Linked DNA regions of Sus scrofa: region 1 is linked to region 2. A link is a contact called in public Hi-C data. All regions are on one chromosome and are shown on one strand. Each heading gives the region's core, a stretch centred on a gene start, on an enhancer-like site or on the middle of the called end of the contact. The rest is flanking DNA. Distances are from core to core; before and after follow the strand shown. Region 1 has its middle 170 kb from the start of PLPP3. Region 2 overlaps PLPP3 (phospholipid phosphatase 3).

Region 1 (4,121 bases), core at 202-2,701, 130 kb after region 2:
CGATACCCTAGAGGCTCCTTCAAGCTGGGCCACTTCCTCAGGGGAAACAGGATGTCTTCTATAGGCTTCGGCCAGGTCTCTGGAGGTTTGGGGTGGGAAGAGGCTGTCTAATTGGTTAACACGGAGCTAGGCACCAGAGCGGAAGCCATGTTTCCGGGAGTTGAGGAAACTGCCGTTTCCTCCTCCAGCAGGAAGCGGCCTTAGCTATTCTCAGCACCCTGTGGCCATGTGGAGCAGTGGAAATCACAGCCTGGCAGGGTCTCAGATGTGCCTCCTGCAGTTTAACAATCTCCCAGTCAAAATAAACTGGCTCCTTAGGTCTCCAGGGCATGGTTAAGGTAATAATTGAGAGAGAGAGAAGCCAGAGGCCTGGCTGTAGCACAAAGGCGTGGAGAGACTTTTCAAATATCAGGCTGGTATTGGCTGCTTGTCCCTCATTAAAGCGGTTTAATTGAAACATTGTGAAGGCAGACAAACCCAGAAACTCAGTTATGGTTTCGCAAACAGCCAGTCTCCACCTTTTAAGAATCTGGACTGGGGGTAGGGTACATTGTGGGTCCTTCAGGCATATACGTAGAGGCATTTTCAGCAGGAAAGCTGCATGATTCAGCAGAAAGGAAACTGGGAAATGAATCAGAACTGGGTTCAGATTTGAACTTCACCAGAAGAGCTATTTAGAGCCCTTCACAATATGGCAGACCTATGCTTTCCTCAAGGCAAAACTCACCCTGTTTACCTGCCGGAAGTCGCTCTGAAATCAACCTTGACTCAACCTTGACTCCTCCTTGCCTTACCTCCTCCTGTCTACCCCTTCCAGAGCCCTGGAAATTCCCTCCCTCTCTCCATCTTCCCTTCATTCATTGCTTAAAAGTTTGCTGAGCACCTGATGGCTGGAAGGGATCTCGCCTTTAGAGACTCAGCAGGGAATGACAGAGTTGACATGCATTTGAGAAAGTAGATAACAAACAAGCAAACCTAAAAACGTGAGATAATTGTACATCGTGATCAGGGTCAGAAGGAAACATATAGGCCTTGACAGAGAGTGGTTGGGGGGAAGGGGTTTCTCCACGTGAGGGGGCGAGACCTCCCTGAGGAAGTCACCTTTGAGTGATGGTCCCCGAAGAGACTGAGCGGGCCCTTTAAGGGGGTGGGTCTCTGAGTGGAGGGGGCAGGGCAACTCTGAGTTGATTTATTGCATGTTTATTGACAGAGTGGGAGAGCCAGACAATCAAGGTCTCTGCTCTCATGGAGCTTATATTTTGGAGGGTGGAGCAGAGAAAAATAAACAAAATCAGATATTGGTAAGCCCTCTGCAGATAATCAAGTCAAAATTTGGTCTCTGAGCACAGTAACTGGGTGATCAGGCAGAGGAAACAGGAAGGCGGAGGGCCTGAGGCCAGCAGGGGCCTGCAGGTTACCTGAACAAAAGGAGCTAACCGTTCCTCTGACCCACACCTGGACCATCCCAGCGCCTCACTGGTTACATTCACTGCCGCCCGGATCCCAGTGGCTCTGAGTCCTCTCCTGCTTTATTTGCGAGAATTCCAGCCTGTTCCAGAGGTCCTCCTTCTGGGGAAGTGTTCACATGGCCTGCCTCTTGCGCAAGCTCGCTGCCACCCCCAGAACTGCCAAGCCCTCCCTGGAGCTGACCTCCTGCAGGACACTGATGGGGGCTGGACATCTAACAAAACTAGTAAAATGCAGCCCACCTGCAGAGAGGTGGGTCCAACTCGTGGTGCAGCGGGACTCAGCAGCATGCGCTGCCTCTGGGAGGGAAGCACATAACTTCACAGAGAGAGGTTTACTCATTCAGAAAACAAAAACTTTAGAGTGCCTGCTGTGTGCTAGACAGATGTGAGGGGCTGGTAGTATAGGGGAAATGGAAGCCCAGCCCCTGCCCTCACCACTCATTGATCTTAGAGGTTTAATACCAGAGAAGGGCATCCAGATGCCACTCAGAGTACACGGGGAGGTGTTCGAATCACCCAGGAAACTTTCTGGGGTGAGTTGTAGAGAATCCAGCCCACACTGATGTGGACAGTAAAGAGGGTTTATTGGTTCCCCGTAACTGAAAGGTTGAAAGGGGGTGAGGCTTTAGATGTGGTCTTGTCAGGGCTCCAGCTTTGTGGTCCTATGTTTCCCCGGCTGGTCTTCCTCCCACAGGCCAGCACGCTCCTCACACTGGTTTCCCGCAAGGTCACAAGGTGGCTGCCTGCAGACTCGGGGGCTGTGCTTTTTCATTCATGTTCTGGGAAGAGAGAGTGAGAGCAAGGAAGAGAACAGAATTTTACTCCCTACCACCTCAAACAGTATTCAGGTCTGTGTTAATGGCCTCTCCTGGTACCGTGCCCAGTCTCTGCAGCCCAATGTCCATGACCAAGAGAACGCAAGGCCTCAATGACCAAGTCCTGCAGCAGGGCCAAAGGGATACTCCTGGGATTGACAGAACCCAAGGGAAGATGGGTGGGCAGGATGGAAGCTGGGAAGTAGCAGCAATACCCACCGCCATGGAAAGATTTGCAGCAGAAGGCTGATATAGCCTGATTTACATTTGAAAGATTACTCTACACTGCGGGAGGGAAAAAGAGGAAACAGGGAGACCCCCTTCCAAGCTACTCCAGAGAGAGATGAAAGTGGCTGGGCCCAGGGCAGGAGGCCAGGGAGACCCAAGCAAAAAAGAATAGGTTTGACTCCGTCTCTGTCACTTAGCAGCTGACGATGGCCAAGGTATGTGCTTTAACTTCCTGCCATCATTTTTCAAATTCATAACAAGGTTGCATTAATTTTTAGCTTTCGGGATTAGAGAGATACATTGGACCAGCCACAAAGAAGGTCCTCAGTAAGTGGCGTTATTGGTATTAATGTCCAAACTCCTTAGGTTGACATACATATCCCTTCATGTTTTGGACTCAACTCTGGGTAGCGGAAGGGGGGAGGGCCTCCTGGGTTCCGCTGACACAAGAGCTCTGCCCATCATGTGGTGGAACCTTCCAAGATAGGGAAAAGTTATCCTAGAGCCAGTCATGACACTTCTGTTTTGCTCCCAGGGGATTTTGTCTTTATCAGCTAATGTCCACATTTTGACCAGCACAGCGGGTGGTTTGTCATGTTTTCAGCCCACAAATATTGACAGAAGAATGAGAGTTGGCTCAGTACAGTTTTATGAGTAAGAAACAAACCGTCTTGCTCAAATTTCCAGGAATTTTTCTCCTGAACTGAGTTACAAAGTGTTTTTTTTTGCCATTCCCCAAAGCCAGTGTCCTGAGCCCAGGAAAGCCCCCTGCTTATGGCTGTCGCTCCAGAGTGCTTTCACCAAAATCAATGGGTTGAGTGTTTTCCCTGAGATTGATAATTTTGCGGAATAAAATAGAGTCTCAGTCTTCGAGGGAGATACGAATTCCTGGCTGAGAGTGAGCCCATATGTAATGGGGGGCTGTAGAACACGTATGTTGGGGGAATTAGAGGGGGCTGCACTATCTAATTTTAGTTAGGTTTCAACTGGGTGGGGAAAACCTATGAGTTTGGGGATTAGACTGACCTGAGTTTGCATCTCCTCTCTGCCATGCATTAGATGTGAGATTGTTTGTTCATTTAAACCAGGCCAGACAGTGGGGATAAAAATTACTAAACCCGCCTCTAAGAATGACTGTCTTTTTTCTTTTTTTTTTTCTTTTTTTTTGCTTTTTAGGGCCGCACCTGCAGCATATGGATGTTCCCAGGCTAGGGGTCGAATCAGAGCTGCAGCTGCCAGCCTACACCACAGTCACAGCCATGTGGAATCCAAACTGCATCTGTGACCTACACCACAGCTCACAGCAATACTGGATTCTTAATCCACTGAGCCAGGCCAGGGATCGAACCTGCCACCTCATGTTTCCTAGTTGGATTCGTTTCTGCTCCGCCATGACGGGAGCTCCTGAAATATGTTGGTGACCCGTATCTTTGGGAGTATCAAGGCGACCATCGCCGTCCACCGCCATGTGTCAAGACCTCACCTACCTTGCTGGGGGTTTAAGCAGGTCAATTGCCATCTTTACCAGGAAGCCTTCCAGGGGTGGCCCTCCTTCTCCAGCAGAACTAATAGCCCTCGTTATCTGCTTATCTTTGCCTATTCGCGAGTC
Region 2 (4,169 bases), core at 530-3,029:
TAAATGAGCTCTGGAGGGCTCTGATTGGCCAGGCTACCTCCACAGACTTAAAAGGAGTGTGCCCCTCAGTTGCCTGAGCCAGGGTAGTGGGCAGGTGGTGATGCCCAGCTCTATGTAAGGATGCCATGGAAACACAGTCTTCAGTTTATTCAGAAAATGCCCTGCACTCCTTGGATAAAGGTGAAAACTCCAGCAGAAGTTCCTGCGTGGTGCAGCGGGTTAAGGATCTGGTATTGCTGCATCTGTGCAACTGTGGCTCGGGTTTGATTCCTGGCCCAGGAACTTTCACATGCCCCAGGTGTGGCTAAAAATTTTTTTTTTTAAGTGAAAAAAAAACAACTAAACTTAGGAAGGTCCATAAGACCTGTGTGGTAAGGCCTCGTTCATTTTGCATGTGAAGAAAGGAGCCCCAGGGAGCGGAAGTGCGATGATATAGTTAGTAGCAGAATGAATACTCATGGATACAACTTTTTTGTTATCAGTTATCATTGGTTAGTATTTGTTTTGTAAGGTGGACTTGGCTAGAGAACTAAACTACCCCAAACTCATTTGTGCTGTCTTCTCCGTGCTCTCAGGCCTTACTTCACTGAACACTGGCCTGGAAGTCAATTTCCTCCCCAGGATCCTGGCGGAGCTCACCCAGCTCAGTCCACAGGCGGCTCTGCTCAGTCGGTGAAACGTTGGCTAATTTACTAGAACAAAGTAGAATGACCCCAATATATCTATCTGGGCTACAACTAACTACAATCTATAGCAATCCTAGCGGTGCTTCAGTTAGAAACTCTTTTCCTCTGAGGAAGAAATTTCTTCTGGAATGAATCACTTTTTTTAGCTCTGTTTTTCCTTTTTAGCATCTTCTCAGTGTGTGTGTTTTAGGAATTAGAGGGTCTCCCTCAAACGGCTTTTCTCATTTTTCCTCAGGAGTAAAAGGTGGGAAGGAGATGAGGGTGGAACACAGAAGCAGTTTTTTTTTTTTTAGAGGGGGGCTGCTTTTTGGTTCTGGACTTTTTTTTTTTTTTTTTTGGTCTTGCTTTAAATACGTCATTGGTATTCAAATGACAGCCAGGAATCATTGAAATGCATTTACTCTGTCAGTCAATCAACTGGTATTGCGTCTGCCTCTTGGCTGCCAAGACTTGTGCTAAAGGGCGTCCTCTGTGCTCCCTGAACATTTTAGAAATGCCTCCGTGGACGTTCCTGTCACATGGCATCGAGGGGAATTGTCCCCAGCGTGTGCCTTCTTAGAGAGCAGGGACCACTACATATTAATTTCTGTAGCTCATAATTCTCTCCATGAGGAGTTTCCGCCTTCGAAGCAGCCTTTTTCTCCTTCACTTTCTCACCACCCAGTGCAATTTGGAGAACTCTGGTGGGGGGGGGGGATGCACCAAGCAAGCCTCAGATGTCTGGGAGAGACGTTTGACTTCTGCTTTAATCAGGTGTTCCGTAATGCCACTCACTCCCTGGGTACGGCTAAAATAAAAATACCGCCTCTAAGGACAGCACAGAGAGAGGAAATAAACTACAAATTAAAAAGTGATTAGTGAGTGTTTAGGCAGAAGGTCAAAGGGATTATTTTGGACTTCAAACTTTTCAGCTTTCAGGGCTTGGATTCAGTTACGAAATTACATCCCTGAATTATTTGTGCAGGTGGCAGCTGTCAGATTTGAAGAAGGTTTCTGTGCTTTACAAAAGGAACATTGACAGGGCTGGGAGTGGGGAGCCTGCTCCTGGGGAGAGGGCTGTCTTCTGCACCACGCACTGGAGTGGCTCCAGTCTTGTGCAGGTCGCGTCACCGTCCTTGTCTGAGCTGACACAGCCCTGTCCTGCTTCATCTCGCCACCTTCTTTGAGGAAACCAGTCCAGCCGGTTGATTGGCATCATGTAAACAGGCCAGAGAGTCGATTTTCAGGATTAGGAGTGCAGGGAACTAACCTTTGTTCAATACCTACCCCATGGTATTTCATCCTCTTCAAAGTGGCTGTTGGTGTCCTCTTTTTCACAACTGGGACTCAAAAAGTTCAGCAATTTGCTGAAGATCGCTCAGATTGTAAGTGGCAAAACTGGTTTGCACACCCAGGTCTGAGCTGCTTTCTTGAAATCAGCGCTCTTCTTGTTGGGAATTTTCTTCAGGGCAGCGATTCCCCAGAGGATCACAGCAAATAGATTAGTTGGGGTGGGGGTGCTGCTGAAAGGGATCCTTAGCCCTTGGGCCTGCAGGGCAGGGTGGCAGTGGCAGCTGAGTCACTGGGCAGCATCCCCTCAGTTTACCCCTTCAGAGTATTTTCTGATAGTTTCATGACGCGAAAAATCTGGGCAGCTGGTGAAGATTAAGTGTCCTAAAGATAGATCAACCCGTCCAACCACCACCCTTCTGAGACTTGAAGCTGGTTAAGTTCTCCATAAGATATTCCTGATGCAATTGTCTGCTCCTTATGAGGGCATGTGGTCCTGTGTGGCTTTGGGGGATTGTGTTAGAGAGATAGGATTTGGGATATGAGAAAGAAGAAATTAAATTCAGAAGTAACAGGGTGGGGGCAGATCTAGGGTCAAAGAGTGTACTGGGGGAAGAGCCCTATCTTCTGAATTTTAGTCCATTTTCTATACATTTGTTCAATACATGTTTGTTGAACACCCACTAAGTGTCATGAATTGCTCTTTGTGCTGGTGAATAAAATATATGGATCCTTTTCTGAAGAGACTCTCAGCTAGCAAGGACACTTACCAACAAGGAGTAATTAGAATACTAGGGGGTGTGTGTGTGGGGGGGATGTCAGCCTTCCCGTCTAGTAAATGGAGTAAATGACACCTAAGATCTCTCCAAAATTTTACCAGCATATTCCTGAAATATGCCTGACTCCATTTAGAGTAAGATTTGTAACACTCACAAATATCCAATGGATTTTATTTTTTGTTTATTTTTTTGGCTGCTCCCAGAGCATACAGAAATTCCCAGGCCAGGGATGGAACCTGTGCCACAGCAGTGACCTGAGCCGCAACAGTGACAATGCCGGATCCTTAACCCACTGAACAAGGCCAGGGATCGAACATGCATCCTCATGGATACAAATTGGATTCATTTCTGCTGCGCCACAGCAGGAACTCCAATTTGGGGATTTGAAAACATAGATGGGGGCACAGTCTTGGGTTAACATTGAGACATAGTCAAAGACACCATCACATACCGATACACATATGTATACGTATGTCTGATGTGGTCATTACTTATCACAGAAGACATTGCTGAACCAAGAGTTAATTCTTTCTTCTTTTTTTTTTTTTGGTCTTTTTAGGGCTGTGCCTGCAGCATATGGAAGTTCCTAGGCTAGGCATTGAATTGGACCTGAGCCACAGCAATGCCAGATCCAAGCTAGGTCTGCAGCCTACACCACAGCTCAAGGCAACACCAGATCCTTAACCCACTGAGCGAGGCCAAGGATCAAACCTGCGTCCTCATGGATACTAGTCAGATTCTTAACCTGCTGAGACACAGTGGGAACTCCAAGAGTTAATTACTTCTATTTTTATAGGTTCAGCAAGGACTTTTATGTTCTCCAGAACAGGGGTAGAAAAGCCAGGGGCCAGGTAGGTAATGGAAGTGACAGAAGTAGACCAGTATAGGAAGGTTGCCAGTACTAAAGCAATGGCAGTGGAACTGGTATGCAGCCTTGGTGTCAGAGAGATGGTGGGGAACAGTGGTGCCCTGGAGAAAGTGAGCCTGTGTTGCCACCACTGCGTATGTTGCTGACCACATGCTGTAGCGCCGGCTTAAAAAGCCGAAATCTGAATGTTACATGAGACCTCCTATTAACAACTAATGTAAAAAACCTTAAACACTGGGTGGGCCAAACAGAGCATTTCTGCAGGCCAGATTTGGCCATGGGCTGCCAGTTTGTCACCTTTGACCCAGAACTTGGACCGTGCTGTTTGGTGGCTTAGCTTGGCGTGCCCTGGCGGCCTTGGGTTGCCTCCCAGCAGGATTTTGTTCTGCTTCAGCTCTTCATGTTTGGCCCTACATCTGGCTCCAGTCTTGGCTTTTTGACTATGTTGAACTTTGGCCTTCCAGGTGTCTGATGTCCTGCCAGCCCCCAGGTCGTTTACTTTACTGCCACGTGAACCTGGTGTTTTGTGTACACCTGGGCAGCATGGCTTGGACCGGAGCACACTGC

Evidence for each region. A called contact is a pair of places that touch in the nucleus more often than the background predicts.
Region 1: a contact with region 2 is called in a Hi-C map of liver, with 1.6 times the contacts expected there. The contact joins two enhancer-like sites. A contact is called at or near these places in 3 of 47 Hi-C or Micro-C datasets (all in liver) and 1 of 2 datasets of contacts at active chromatin or transcription factors (skeletal muscle).

Annotation. Positions count from the first base shown.
Region 1 is chr6:155,965,665-155,969,785 of Sscrofa11.1, forward strand. No RefSeq gene overlaps it. Among named protein-coding and RNA genes, the nearest start is that of PLPP3, 170 kb to the left of the region's middle. Within about 2 kb of position 1,452, at least 9 of the 83 cell types and tissues checked have an H3K27ac peak or open chromatin away from gene starts, as enhancers often do. A contact at or near this core is called in liver, where this site is marked.
Region 2 is chr6:155,835,407-155,839,575 of Sscrofa11.1, forward strand. The region is part of intron 1 of PLPP3 (phospholipid phosphatase 3); the gene reads left to right. Among named protein-coding and RNA genes, the nearest start is that of PLPP3, 37 kb to the left of the region's middle. Within about 2 kb of position 1,780, at least 15 of the 83 cell types and tissues checked have an H3K27ac peak or open chromatin away from gene starts, as enhancers often do. A contact at or near this core is called in liver, where this site is marked.